Linked DNA regions of Mus musculus: region 1 is linked to region 2. A link is a contact called in public promoter capture Hi-C data. All regions are on one chromosome and are shown on one strand. The core of a region is the stretch at or near the end of the contact, and the rest is flanking DNA. Distances in the headings are between cores, read along the strand shown.

What was found. Promoter capture Hi-C pulls out the DNA fragments that hold promoters and counts their contacts.
Region 1: a contact with region 2 is called in a promoter capture Hi-C map of liver, with 3 times the contacts expected there. The contact joins the promoter of Ildr1 here to the enhancer-like site in region 2. A contact is called at or near these places in 13 of 39 promoter capture datasets (the 3T3-L1 cell line, 3T3-L1-derived adipocytes, the C10 cell line and 8 more), 1 of 484 Hi-C or Micro-C datasets (embryonic stem cells), 2 of 115 datasets of contacts at active chromatin or transcription factors (both in embryonic stem cells) and 1 of 9 other capture datasets (embryonic stem cells).

What each region holds. Positions count from the first base shown.
Region 1 is chr16:36,691,590-36,697,874 of GRCm38.p6, forward strand. It overlaps Ildr1 (immunoglobulin-like domain containing receptor 1), which reads left to right and starts at 2,389. Exons shown (of 8, transcript NM_001285788.1): 1 at 2,389-2,625. The coding sequence starts at 2,571.
Region 2 is chr16:36,088,749-36,094,285 of GRCm38.p6, forward strand. It overlaps Ccdc58 (coiled-coil domain containing 58), which reads left to right. Exons shown (of 5, transcript NM_198645.2): 4 at 1,153-1,212; 5 at 3,086-3,370. The coding sequence ends at 3,136. Among named protein-coding and RNA genes, the nearest start is that of Gm41450, 11 kb to the right of the region's middle. Within about 2 kb of position 1,338, at least 12 of the 459 cell types and tissues checked have an H3K27ac peak or open chromatin away from gene starts, as enhancers often do. A contact at or near this core is called in liver, where this site is marked.

The DNA.
Region 1 (6,285 bases), core at 1,139-3,638, 600 kb after region 2:
CACCCAACTTCAGACACTGTGCTCATTGTCTGCTGTATAAAGCTGTGGTTCTTTAGCTGCTCAAACAAAGCCCTTTATGCAACCTGACTGGTTTTCTAACACAGTAGCCTAGCAAAACCGAAGTCTGTGTAGTTCAGCTCAGCCATTTCCTCGTGCCATGAATTCTGTACATTCTGATGTCTCTGATTGGTGAGTCTGGCAATGTTTTATTCATTTAATCCCAGATCAGCTGTCAGTTTCTGTAGGACCTAATGATAGAACTAAGCAAATATTTGTTAAGTACTATCTTTCTGGCAGGTATTTATGCTAGGTCTAGCTATACAAAAAAAAAAATGTAGAAGGCACAGTCTATATGTTAGTATTTAGCCCTAAACATCCAGTGATTTTATTTATATTATCCTGTTTTTAAATGTGGATCAGACAGTTGGCATTCTTAATAAATGTATTTAAAAATAAGTGCTGCAGTGTTAAATATGGAAGGATATGCACAGTGTCCGGGAAGCACACAGATTTCAGAATGCTTTATGAACAAAGTTTCAAGATGATGCTTATAACTGATGAGCTCACAGCTCAGACCTCGGTCGTGAGGCCACAGCTCAGTCAGCCCCACTCCCACTTATTACTATCTGTTAAACCCTGAGGAAAGAAAATGGAGAAATGCTTGCTTAGATGAGCACTAAAATGTCCTTCTACCAAAGTAAGGCCTGAGAGGTTTAGGAGGTAGGTGAGCTAAGAGGAGAACTAGAGTACTTTAGACTGGGGTTGAAAATTACTGAGGACAGTGCCAAAACCCAGAAGCCACACAATCCCTAAATCCCTTCCTGTCACAGACATCTGACATGACTAGTGTTCCTAGGAACATATGCAGGGTCTCTGGAGAGTATGGAACAAGACCCCCACACCCCCCCCCACACACCCTGCAAAGTAATGCCTCCTCCTGCTGCCATGATGTTTTCTACCCTGAAAGAGCCAGAGTGGCTCCTACACACTCTTCATAACCTGCCTTTGGCCACATACTTCCTGAATTTACTTCCTATTTTCTGGAAGTAAAGAGACTATAGGAAAAATATTTAAAGTGAAGAGGCCCATTGAGGGGACCAGAGGACTAACCCAGAAGCGTGTGTGTGTGTGTGTGTGTGTGTGTGTGTGTGTGTGTGTGTGTGTGTGTGTTTCTACAGATCTAGGACAAGCCTGCTTCATTGGCTAGGAAGGGGATAGAGAACACTAGCAGCAACAGTGAAGAGAGTGTCCTTGAAAGCCTAGCAAGACAAGAGAGGTAGGTGCTCTTGAGAAATAATAGCTGCATCCTGTTCAGTGACCAGGGTGGAGGCCTCCTGAGCTCTGTTTAATAGCACTTTATAATGCTATTCTTGAAGCAGGTGATGGGCAGGGGAGGCTGGAGGTGGGAGAGGTGAAAGGAGGAACAATCTTCTTACAGGAGAATATAGCAGACAATGAAAATCCCTATAAGGAAAGAGTGTGTAAACTGCCTTGCTATCTATTTACATTGCCCAGAATATGCGTGACTTTCCAAGTTAATGTCTTGATTGGTTTGATAAGGCCACTTTGCCTTTCTCCCCTTTCTTTTAGTAGTTATAAATTCCCATGGCCCTACTCACTTCCTGCCAAGGAACACTAAAGACTGGGTATGGTGGCTAAGAGAACTAGTTGTCCTCACTGGGTCAAAGGTCTAAACCTTGGTCTTGAGCTATCTGAGATCTGTGCATGGTTGCTGAGCTACGAGGAAAGATGGGTGGAAAACCTAAGGAAAAAATACATCACCACTAACCGAATCTATGTACAGTGAGAGAGGGTCTTTCTTTCTCCATTACACTTTCCCTATTTTCCTGTGAGCATGTGTTCATTTTATAAGCGTGGAAAAATAAATTTGCGGTCTCTGGTTCCTGCTCTACTTTTTAGAATCTTTAGTTTGAATAAAGAAAGACAAGAAGACATTAGGTATAAACATCAGAAGTGTACAGAAGTGTATTTTCAGTGTGTGTGTGTGTGTGTGTGTGTGTGTGTGTGTGTGTGTGTGTGTGTGAAAGGGAGGGGGAGAGAGAGAGAGAGAGAGACAGAGGGGGAGGGAGAGAGAGACAGAGAGACAGAGAGAGACAGAGAGACAGAGAGGTGCATCAACGAGAAATACTACTCCCTAAGAAGTTGCAGCCACGTAATTCTAGAACCAGGAAAGAATTGCAAGGGGTGAGGGTGACTTAGAAATTAGGGGAGCCAGTGACAAGTTCCTCCGCGCGCGCAGACGGAGACGGCTAGAGGCTCTGTTTCCTGCGGAGATGGGTCACCTGGCAGCCTGTGACAGGTAGGGCGGAGGCTTGCGGTCCCCAAGCCGGGGCGGAGCAGGAAACCGAGACAGCCCTGGGCTGGGGCGGAGCTCAGAGAGCCTCAGGTACCGGTGGGCTGGGCCGTACCTGTGGGGGCCAGAGGGGACGCTCCCGTCGCATAGTTCGACCTACGGGCTCCTCGGAGATGCGTGTCCTGGCCGGCGGCTGATGAAGAAAGACTCGCCTCTCCGGGGCCCTTGAGCCTCTGTAGCCAGCGAGGGGGCCAGCATGGGCTGCGGATTGCTCGCTGCTGGCCTGCTCCTCTTCACCTGGCTCCCAGCAGGTGAGCCCTGAAAAAAGGGGGAGTCCCATCCGGGGCCACACGAGACAGGAAGCCATTTGCCTGGCCCTGCAGAGCCGGCCACCCGCGGGGCGGTGCACTTGGGTAGCTCCTGGCACCGGGAGGTGCAGGGGCCGGATCGAGAGTCGGCCAGTGGGAACCTGTTGTTTTCTTCCTTTATTAGCCCAGGGCCTTCGGAAACATGCAATCAAAAAGAAACCCCAGCCTTTGGATTTACGCCCCAACAGGTGTTGTTAGATGCTTGATGCCTAAAACCGAATCTATACAGGCGAAATCACCATTCTTCAACTTCTTAATACCCCTTTCCCTGTCCTTTACCCCGTGTCAAACTTGCTTTCAGAGTGTAGATGCGACGACAACCATTTTGGCCCAGAGTACATTTATTCTTTCCTGACAAGTTAGATTGCGTCGGTAGTGTATGAAGGAGTGTTGGGCATAAATTTGAGTCTCTTACAGGCCATCCGCTAGTACCTGTCATTTGATATTTTCCTCCTTTTTGCGTCCACCTCCTCTTTATCAGCCCGTCCGGCTGCCCTGCACCTTTCTTTCTACCTCCACACTAAGGGTCTCACTCAGAATCTGAATGTCTTAAGGTACCTCTTGGAAACAGGGCAAAAGGTCTTGTCTGTGAGTGAGGCCGAATAGGAAAGGAGAGAGAAGGGAAGGCTCTCTGGGCTCTGTTCACATTAGCCTGTAGCTGTGACTCTGCAAACAAGAATTTTCATTTCCTTTGGACGGTCCACCCAGTTTTATTCCGACTCACTTCCCACTTGCTCCCCTTTGGGAATATCAGTTTGCTCGCCGACCAATTGGAAGCTTCAATGGTTCGTCCAGGCAGATGTAATATGAAAATGGAGGCAGAATGCCCTTTCTATGAGCTAGAGAGTTGCTCAGATGTAATCAAATCTCACGGAAACTAGAGTCTACCAGAGCTTAATGTTGGGAATAAAAGGAGGGAGGGTTGCAAAAGGGTAGGGAACCGAGAAAAGGCAGCATTCCTGTGGCAGGCTGGCTTTCAACTTGTTTGGCCAGACGGAGGCTTTATAAGATGTCTAAAGCTAACAACTAGATGCTGAACGTACACAGTGGACAGGAAGCATGTGTAGCCTCGTTAGGCTTTAGGTACTCAAACACCACCAGAATAGTTAACCAACTTAGACCCTAAGTGCAAATTTGTAAGAATTCTGGAGTTATCTACAGTCTTTTCTCCAGTATGTTGAATTTTTCTTCTCCAAGTCTGTGGCAGCTGGGGACAAAATTCCTGTTTGAGCTGCCTTAGGAAAATAGAGGTCTGCTTCCATCAGCCCCTGACATCATGTTTCCCAACCTGGGTCTTCTGATGGAGCAGTCAGTCTTCTAGACAGAACAAGAATGCCTGCAGATGAAGAACCTGTCAGGGTATAAACCCTGGTGCCCTAAATATTTTAAACTGCCCAGTTTTTTTGTTTTTGTTTGTTTGAACATTTTCAATGGGCATTAAAAAAATACAGCCACTATAGCCAAATATATACTAGAGTATCCAACACACTAACTGTAAAAAGCATGGCTCCAAGTCTCTGAGCCAGCCACATGATGTTAGTCGCTAGGCCCTTGAGACACGACAATATTACAGGGTGTGGTGCTAGCCTGGTCTTCCCTAAGTGGAAGTTGGTCGGTGTTTTACCAGAGTGTGGAAAGTGAAGTCTACAATGATTATCCAGGTTCACTTTCATTTCACAGATGAGAAACTGAGACCCCGGCACTCTGAGGGGAAATAGCTACTTTGACAGATATTGTCCCTGACTATGTGGCGTGCCATCAGTAATACTGCATCTGCTCTATGGACCAGTGATTCTCAGCCTGTGGGTTGAGACTCTCTTGGCGATCAAATGACCCTTTCACAGGGGTCGCCTAAGACCATCAAAAACACTGATATTCATATTATGATTCATAACAGTAGCAAAATTATAGTTATGAAGTAGCAACGAAATAATTTTATGGTTGGGGGTCCGCACAACATGAGGAACTGTATTGAAGGGTCGCAGCATTAGGAAGGTGGAGAACTGCTGCTCTAGATGATGCTTTTTTGAGTTTGTATAATAGATGTCTGTGTGACTCTGGTAATTTACTGAACTCTTTAAAGCCTGCAGTAAACATGGATAATAATATCATTTCATACAGTTTTTGTAAGAATTAATTAAAAGGCTTAAAAGTACTCTATATACTGCTTGTACAAAATGAAGGAGGCCTTAACCATGGTGATAGGACTAGCTATGATTTGGACCCAAGTAAGACTGTTTAAAGCTAAGCTTGAAGAAACTTACTTGTTCTTCTTTTGTGGCTAGGAAACACAAGGAACAGTGAGATGGCTGTTACTATAACAAAATAACTGAGGCAATCAAGTTGAAAAGAGGAAAGGTTTATCTTGGCTCACAATCTTAGAATTCTCAGTCCATGGTTGGTTGGCCTCATTGCTTTGGGGGCTGTGATCAGGCAGTGAATTCACATAGGGTCACATGGTAGAAGAGGCTGCCCTCTTCAAGGTGGCTAAGAATAGTGACAGAGCAACAGGATAGGACCGGGGTCCCAATATGTTCCTTGAGGCCACTTTCCAATTACCTTCCTCGAGGCCCCCATCTATTGAATGTTCTAGCACCTCTCAATGGTGCCAAACTGGGTCCAAATCTTTAACACTTGGGCCTTTGGGAAACACTCCAAGCCCAAGCTATAGCAGTGACTGTGTAGTTAGACTTCAAACTCTGCCTCTGAATACTCATAACTTTGGGTGAGTTGCTTCAACTGTTTTCATTGAGAAAATATGTAAATTTAGTCCTTCCCACCATTGCTGCCCATACACCCAGCCAGACCATCTCTTTTTGTGTGGCTTCCATTCAAACACAATAGCTATGGCATTGCACCCCCTCAAGAAATCCTAGGAATGAGCCCATTTCCCCAGTCTTTACCTTTTTCCTTATTTTTAAACTAAACATCACAAAATACCTTTCAGATAAAACTGTAGAGACATTACTTGTTTGCAGAGTCTTACAAAAACAATGCTTATCAAAAACTCTCCCACAACTTACAGTCAGAGGACATATGTGTGTGACAGTACAGCAGCGTGTAGACATATGTAAGGGTTATAATATAGAAACAAAAGGTTCACAAAATTCTGTTACTGTGTCAGATAAAATGATAACTAGCATGAAGTATTATTGATGTTAAAACTCAGAGACGATAATCTGCACACAAAAACTGTTGACTAGGCAACCGTTGAGTCGGTTTTCTGAAGACCAGCTATTCCAATTGCAACGCACTTATTGGAAACCCCTGCACTTAAGTGAGTTCCTTTGTGGTCTGGCGACTTGTTCCATTTTGCTTGTTGAGAAGCGTCAAGCCAAGCCCCTGATTAGCATCTGAGTTTCCACAGTTGTGCCGCACAGACCAGCGATAGAATTGTGAAGTTCCAGAGGAAGGTGCTAAGGTCAGGGAGTCTTGTGAAGTTCCCATCACTGGGCCCTGAGCTCTGTAAAGATCACTTGCCAGTTGTGGGATCTTTTGCTATTCTTAGAAGTCATTTTTAGGAAGAATTTTTTTAATCACATAAATGATATCTCAATTCTTGTTCCCTAAAGTAAGGTATTAAGCGAGGCTAAAATAAGCACA
Region 2 (5,537 bases), core at 88-2,587:
ATTGGTATCAATTTTCTGTTTTTCTTTTTTTCTGTCTGTTGCAAGTCTTAAACAAACTTCTTAACATCTTTGATTTTTATACCTCACTGCTCCAGGGGCAGAGGTCACACAAAATTGAGAATTAGAGACATTTTATATCCCGACAAACACCTACAGAGATGTCAGTGACCTTTAGTAGTTGGTGTTTTGTCGACAAGAGAAGGCAGAAGAGAGCTGAAAAGGCTTGCTTGCCTTCATGCTAACCTGTAACCACAGTGTCAGGCACAGAAGGTGTTTCCGCCTTGATCAACAGTAGGCACATGGGAGGCCTGCTTTCCTTGGGTACATCCTCGCTTCCTCCAGCACAGGTCTTAACATTCCCCATGTGGAACACCATTGATTTGGGTTCTTGAATTATCTAGCAGGAATTGGCTGGGGAAAGCTCCACTAGGAGTCCCAGGCAGGCCAGTGTCCCCTGGGTGAGGCTTCCGGGTGGAATAACATCCTAACGGGGAGGCAGTCAGCTGGCAGTTCCGGTGAGCTTTCTCTCCGTGGATGAGCTTCCTGTAGCTGAACTTCTGGCCTCCTTCCCTTGGAGGCGTGTTTCTGTCTGATAGAAGCAGTGGTGATGTCCATTAGAAATGCCGTGCTTCCTAGTTTTCAGGGAAATTTTATTCTTGAGCTGGTTTGCTGCTCTTTTCCTCCCTGTCACAGAGTGAGTAGGGCCAGCTCATCCCTAGACACAGGGCCTTGGAGGACGCCTTGAGACAGGCATGCTTGGGTCTGAATTGTGGAGGGACAGTGCTTCCAGGGCCAGTGTCTCAGAGAGCTCAAACAAAAATGACAGCTTACTAATTAATGCACATTACATATGCTTTGTAAAAATTGATTTTCTCTTTATGTTGTATATGAGTACATATGGGGGGTGGGGTATGGTCTTCTGCGCTGGTGTACGTGAGGCCAGAGGTTATGTCGGGATGTCTTCCTCAATCACTTCTCCAGCTTATTTTTTGAGGCAGGGTCTCACTCATGTGGGAGCTTGCAGTGTTAGCTAAATTGGCTGGCCAGCAGGTCCCCAGGATCTGCCTGTATCTACCCTATCACCATTCCTCCAGCACTGGGTGCTATAGTTTTAACTCTTTACAGTTCAGAATTCCTATTTTTCTCTTGCAGTTGAAATGGATGCAGTCAGAACTAAATGTCGAAGAAGTGGTAAATGACAGGAGCTGGAAGGTAGGAAATAATGTTGATTTTTATAGAGAAATAGGAGAAAAACTGAACAAGCAGGAGACAACCAGGGGAGGGCAGTGCAGGCAGGCTCTGAGAACAAAGAACCCCAGCAACGCTGAGGGTGTGAGTGCTGTTAACTTCAGAGGATCTGTGACCTACAGAGGGGGGTTAGATACGTTCTTTGTATCTCCTAACACTAACTGTATATGGTTAACATTCAGAGTTTTTACTGTAGTAAAGAGAACTTTCAAAGAGGTTATTTGTTAAACTTAGCCTTTTGTGTAGTTACTTTTCATAAAAACAAAGTTGCCAGCATTATTCTGCAATTGTGTCGGTTAATATTCATGGAGTCTCATTGAATGCAGTTACACAGGGAACACTAAGGAGAAGGAAAGAGCAGGCAGACTTAGCTCCCCCACTCTCCTCTAGGTCTCATTAGGGTTAAATATTAGCCGCTGGGCACTGACTGACTTCTGGCATTTAATAATTGCTTATCTCGTCAGGAGCTTTGGTTGCAGAAATAATTTTGTTTCACAATGTTCACAAACAAGGAAGAAAGAGAAAGAAAAGAAATAAAAGCAAAGCAAAGCAGTCGTTAAGCAGAGCGATGCTGGTGTCTTGCTGTGTGACCTTCCAGATTTCATATGCATGGCCAGGCTTGTTAACTGTTTTTAAAGTCGTGAGTGAAATCATCCTCTACCTACTTGTAGTCACCTTTTTTTTTACTGTGTCATTAAATTTAAAAAGACTCACAGCATGCGAAGACATGACCAAATTACAGACTATAAATTGAGTGTCTTATGGCATTTCTTTATCCTGTCTTCCTGGCCAAAATGTAGCCTGAACTTGTCCTTCTATCAGCTTGAGGGCTGTGCTCCTTGGAAGGTTTGGCAATGATTGTATATTCATACATTCTCTGAAGAAGATAATTTACTCTGGGGCTGATGTGAAAGGGGTGTGGTGAATGTCTGGCTTTCGAGAGGCTGTCCAGAGGATTTTGGAACACGCCAAGTGTGATAGAGTGGAACCTTTTGGATGTGATATCCAGGTGCTCTTCAGTATGCTGGGATTACATCCCAGGAGACCCAAGTGTTCTCAGGACACTTAGCAGTGGGCTGCGCTTAGGCATCAAGAGAGTATTATTCTATCATTAGCCCACAGAAAAGTCAAAACTTAGCCAGGCATGGTGGCCCATAACTCAGGAGGCTACAGCAGGAGGATTGTGAGTTTCAGGCCAAGCCAAACAAATAGCAAGTTCAAGGCCAGTATAAACCACAAAGCAAGACCCTGCCTCAAAATGCAAATTCAAACCATTGACGGGTGTGCAGTGAGCATCTGCCTCTGCTGTGAGGTCTTCCGCTTGGAGGGAGGGATGTGCTTTCACGTGCCGGCGGCTTGCTCCTTGTATTGAGTTTCCTTTGTCACAGAAGTATGATGAATGTGTATGTGTTCTTTAACGCACATCAGAAGTCTTCTCACATAAGAATGTTAATCGCTTCCTTATCCTTTTTACACCGTTGACCCCTCTGAATTCTTCTACCAAGAACTTTCTGTAACTAGCCCCATTTAGTCTAAAGGCTTTCTCGACATTTCTGAGATGTTGTTTCAAATTTTTGGAAGCAAGGTGATCAAAACAAGAAATACACAAATACACATAATTTAGCAGAAGACAGGTCCAGCCAGCAAATGGGTGCTGACATTGTCTACTGAATGTTACCAAGGTATACATTATGCTTAATTTGGTGTGCTAAAGAGACTTACTGTTTCCGAACCCTACATCATGGTAACATACTCCAATTCTGTTGATCTGAATTTATATCCAGGCTGATTTATACAGGATATCTGGGTGACTTTTGTTTCTGTTTGAATATCTTAGGTGTTTAATGAACGCTGCCGAGTTCACTTCAAGCCTCCAAAGAATGAGTAGAGAGAGAGTTTTTTTAAGACTCGGTCATCTCATCGCCTGGGCATGACAGATGTCAGCAGGGCCAGGTTCTGAGGGTGGTCTCTGAGCCAGCAGGCTGAGACCTTTGGTTGGTTCAGCCCCATTCAGCCAAGACCTCAAGTCTAATTCTCATAATTATAAAATAATCAATTGCTATTTTATACTGATTCTGTAAAAAATGTTTTGTAACTATTAAAATAATTTTCTGACTCTGTGTACATATTTATTTGGTGACTTTACAAGTTGAGAGTTTGTACAGAGTTTCTATGTCATTATGCCTGCCTGAGTTTATTGGCATGGGTGGGGCTATAGATTAGTTTCTCTTTTGTCATTGTGGGTTTATTTTAAAGGAGCAGAATCGGACTAGAGAGACGATCAGTGGTTAAGAGCACTGGCTGCTCTTCCAGAGGACAGGTTCCATCCCTACACCCATAGGGCAGCTCACAACTGTCTATATCTCTAGCCCCAGGGGATCTGATGCCCTCTTCTGGCCTTCATAGGCACCAGGCACATATGTGATACACAGACATACATTTAGGCAAAATACCTGTACTTGTAAAATAAAAATAGACAGAGGAAAAAAAATGACAAAATCAAGCTGGATTCCATCCAAACAAACACAGTTTTTCTTCTTCAGGCTGGGCGTGGTGGCTCGTGCCTGCAGTCCAATGCCTTGGGAAGCTGATGTGGGAGCATTACAAGTCTGAGACCGTCTGGGGCTGTATAGTAAGGACCTGTCTCACAGCCAGGCTGCAGTGGTGCACGTGTTCAATCTCAGCTCTTGGGAGGCAGAGGCAGGTGGAGCTCTTGAGTTTGAGGCCAGCCATAATGAGTTCCAGGACAGCCAGGACTACACAGAGAAACCCTGTCTCAAAAAAACATTTGTCTTGTTTTTACATATAAAATAATTTGGGTTGGGGTTAGTGATGTTTCCTAGACAGTTTTCCATGGACATAGAGAAGTGTAAGCTCTAGAAAAGGAAGGGGGTAAATGACTAAAACAAGAGCCCTATTGGATTTGAGAATTTTCAGCAGTGAAGAGAAGTACTTTGTACTGGGTACTGGCTATCTGTGGCCATAGAACAGACCATCCCAGGTTAACTGCTTGGTGTCATCCTATTAATATTTTCTGTGTCCCAGTCCTGTGGTTTCAAAGCCCAGATAGACTGGATTCAGGGTGTGGAAGCTGAAATGCAGCTTGGAATGAGACTGGCTTTTGTGTCCACAGAAAGGGGGCGTGGGGGGTGGGGGGGGGAAGAGGGGCTCTTTTGAGTTCTTTGACCTTGGTGGCAGAAATTAGATGCATGAGTTGTGGTGCATTTTATTCCCTGAGTCCTGCATTTCTCAACACATGGATCTTATTTCTCCATTGTCACGTTAGCCATGGTGTTTTAATGTTCATGGTTCTGCAGTCTCTCTGACTTCCTTTCCTGCTGTAAGCCAGACCAGTGACATTCAAAGGGTTCTTCTTAGCTTATTAGCTCTACCATATTGCTGCATTTCTCTAACAGAGGCATTTGGCTGATCTATATTATCACTCTTGCCTTGTAATGTAGCAATCACAGATGTGATTAGGGAGGACAGACGTCCTGCTGGTTTGGATTCTGTTTAGTCATGATTTAACTGAAGCATGTGGCTCTGGCTTGTCCGGCTTCTGGTGGGCCTGAACCTTCAGCATGATGATCTTCACCAGATTATGTTCCTGGAAGTCAGCCATGGAGGCAGAAGAGTTTGCTGTTTAATCGACAGAACATTTTGGAGTGTTTACGGTGTGTGTTTGTTGGAGATACTGATAATATTCTTTTGGGACCTTACTCAGGATAGTGCTTACCTACATAATACATACGTGACTCTAGATTTGATCTCCAGCCTCCTTCCCCCCCCCCCCCAAAGAAAAGACCTTAAGGTGGCACACACCTTTAATCTCAGAATTTGGGAGGTAGAAGCAGGCAGATCTCTGAGTTCAAGGCCAGCCTGGTCTATATAGCGAGTTCCAGAGCCACATAGACCCTATCTGGCAAAAAGGTTGGTTACAGTTACCATATAGCCTTTTCCATGAGAAAAAAAATTTAAAAGACAATATTGAAAATCTTTTCTGTGGAGTTGGTCTGTAACAATTTTTAAATGACATGAGATAAAAGTCTGAATGGTGTAGATGAAAATACAGCTAGGATCTTGATGGCAGTCTCGGGGAAATACAGATTCTCCATTAAGATTGTATGAGCTTTCCAGACTGTCAGATCTGCTATCAAGAGTGCTTTCTAGCTAATCCAGTCATGTTAAGGAGCCTGAATTAATCCAGTGTGACATTAATTGAGCACTTAACCTCAGTTTGGAGTAAATTAGTATAAGTGAATACACTGAACATGTGTCAATAGCATTTA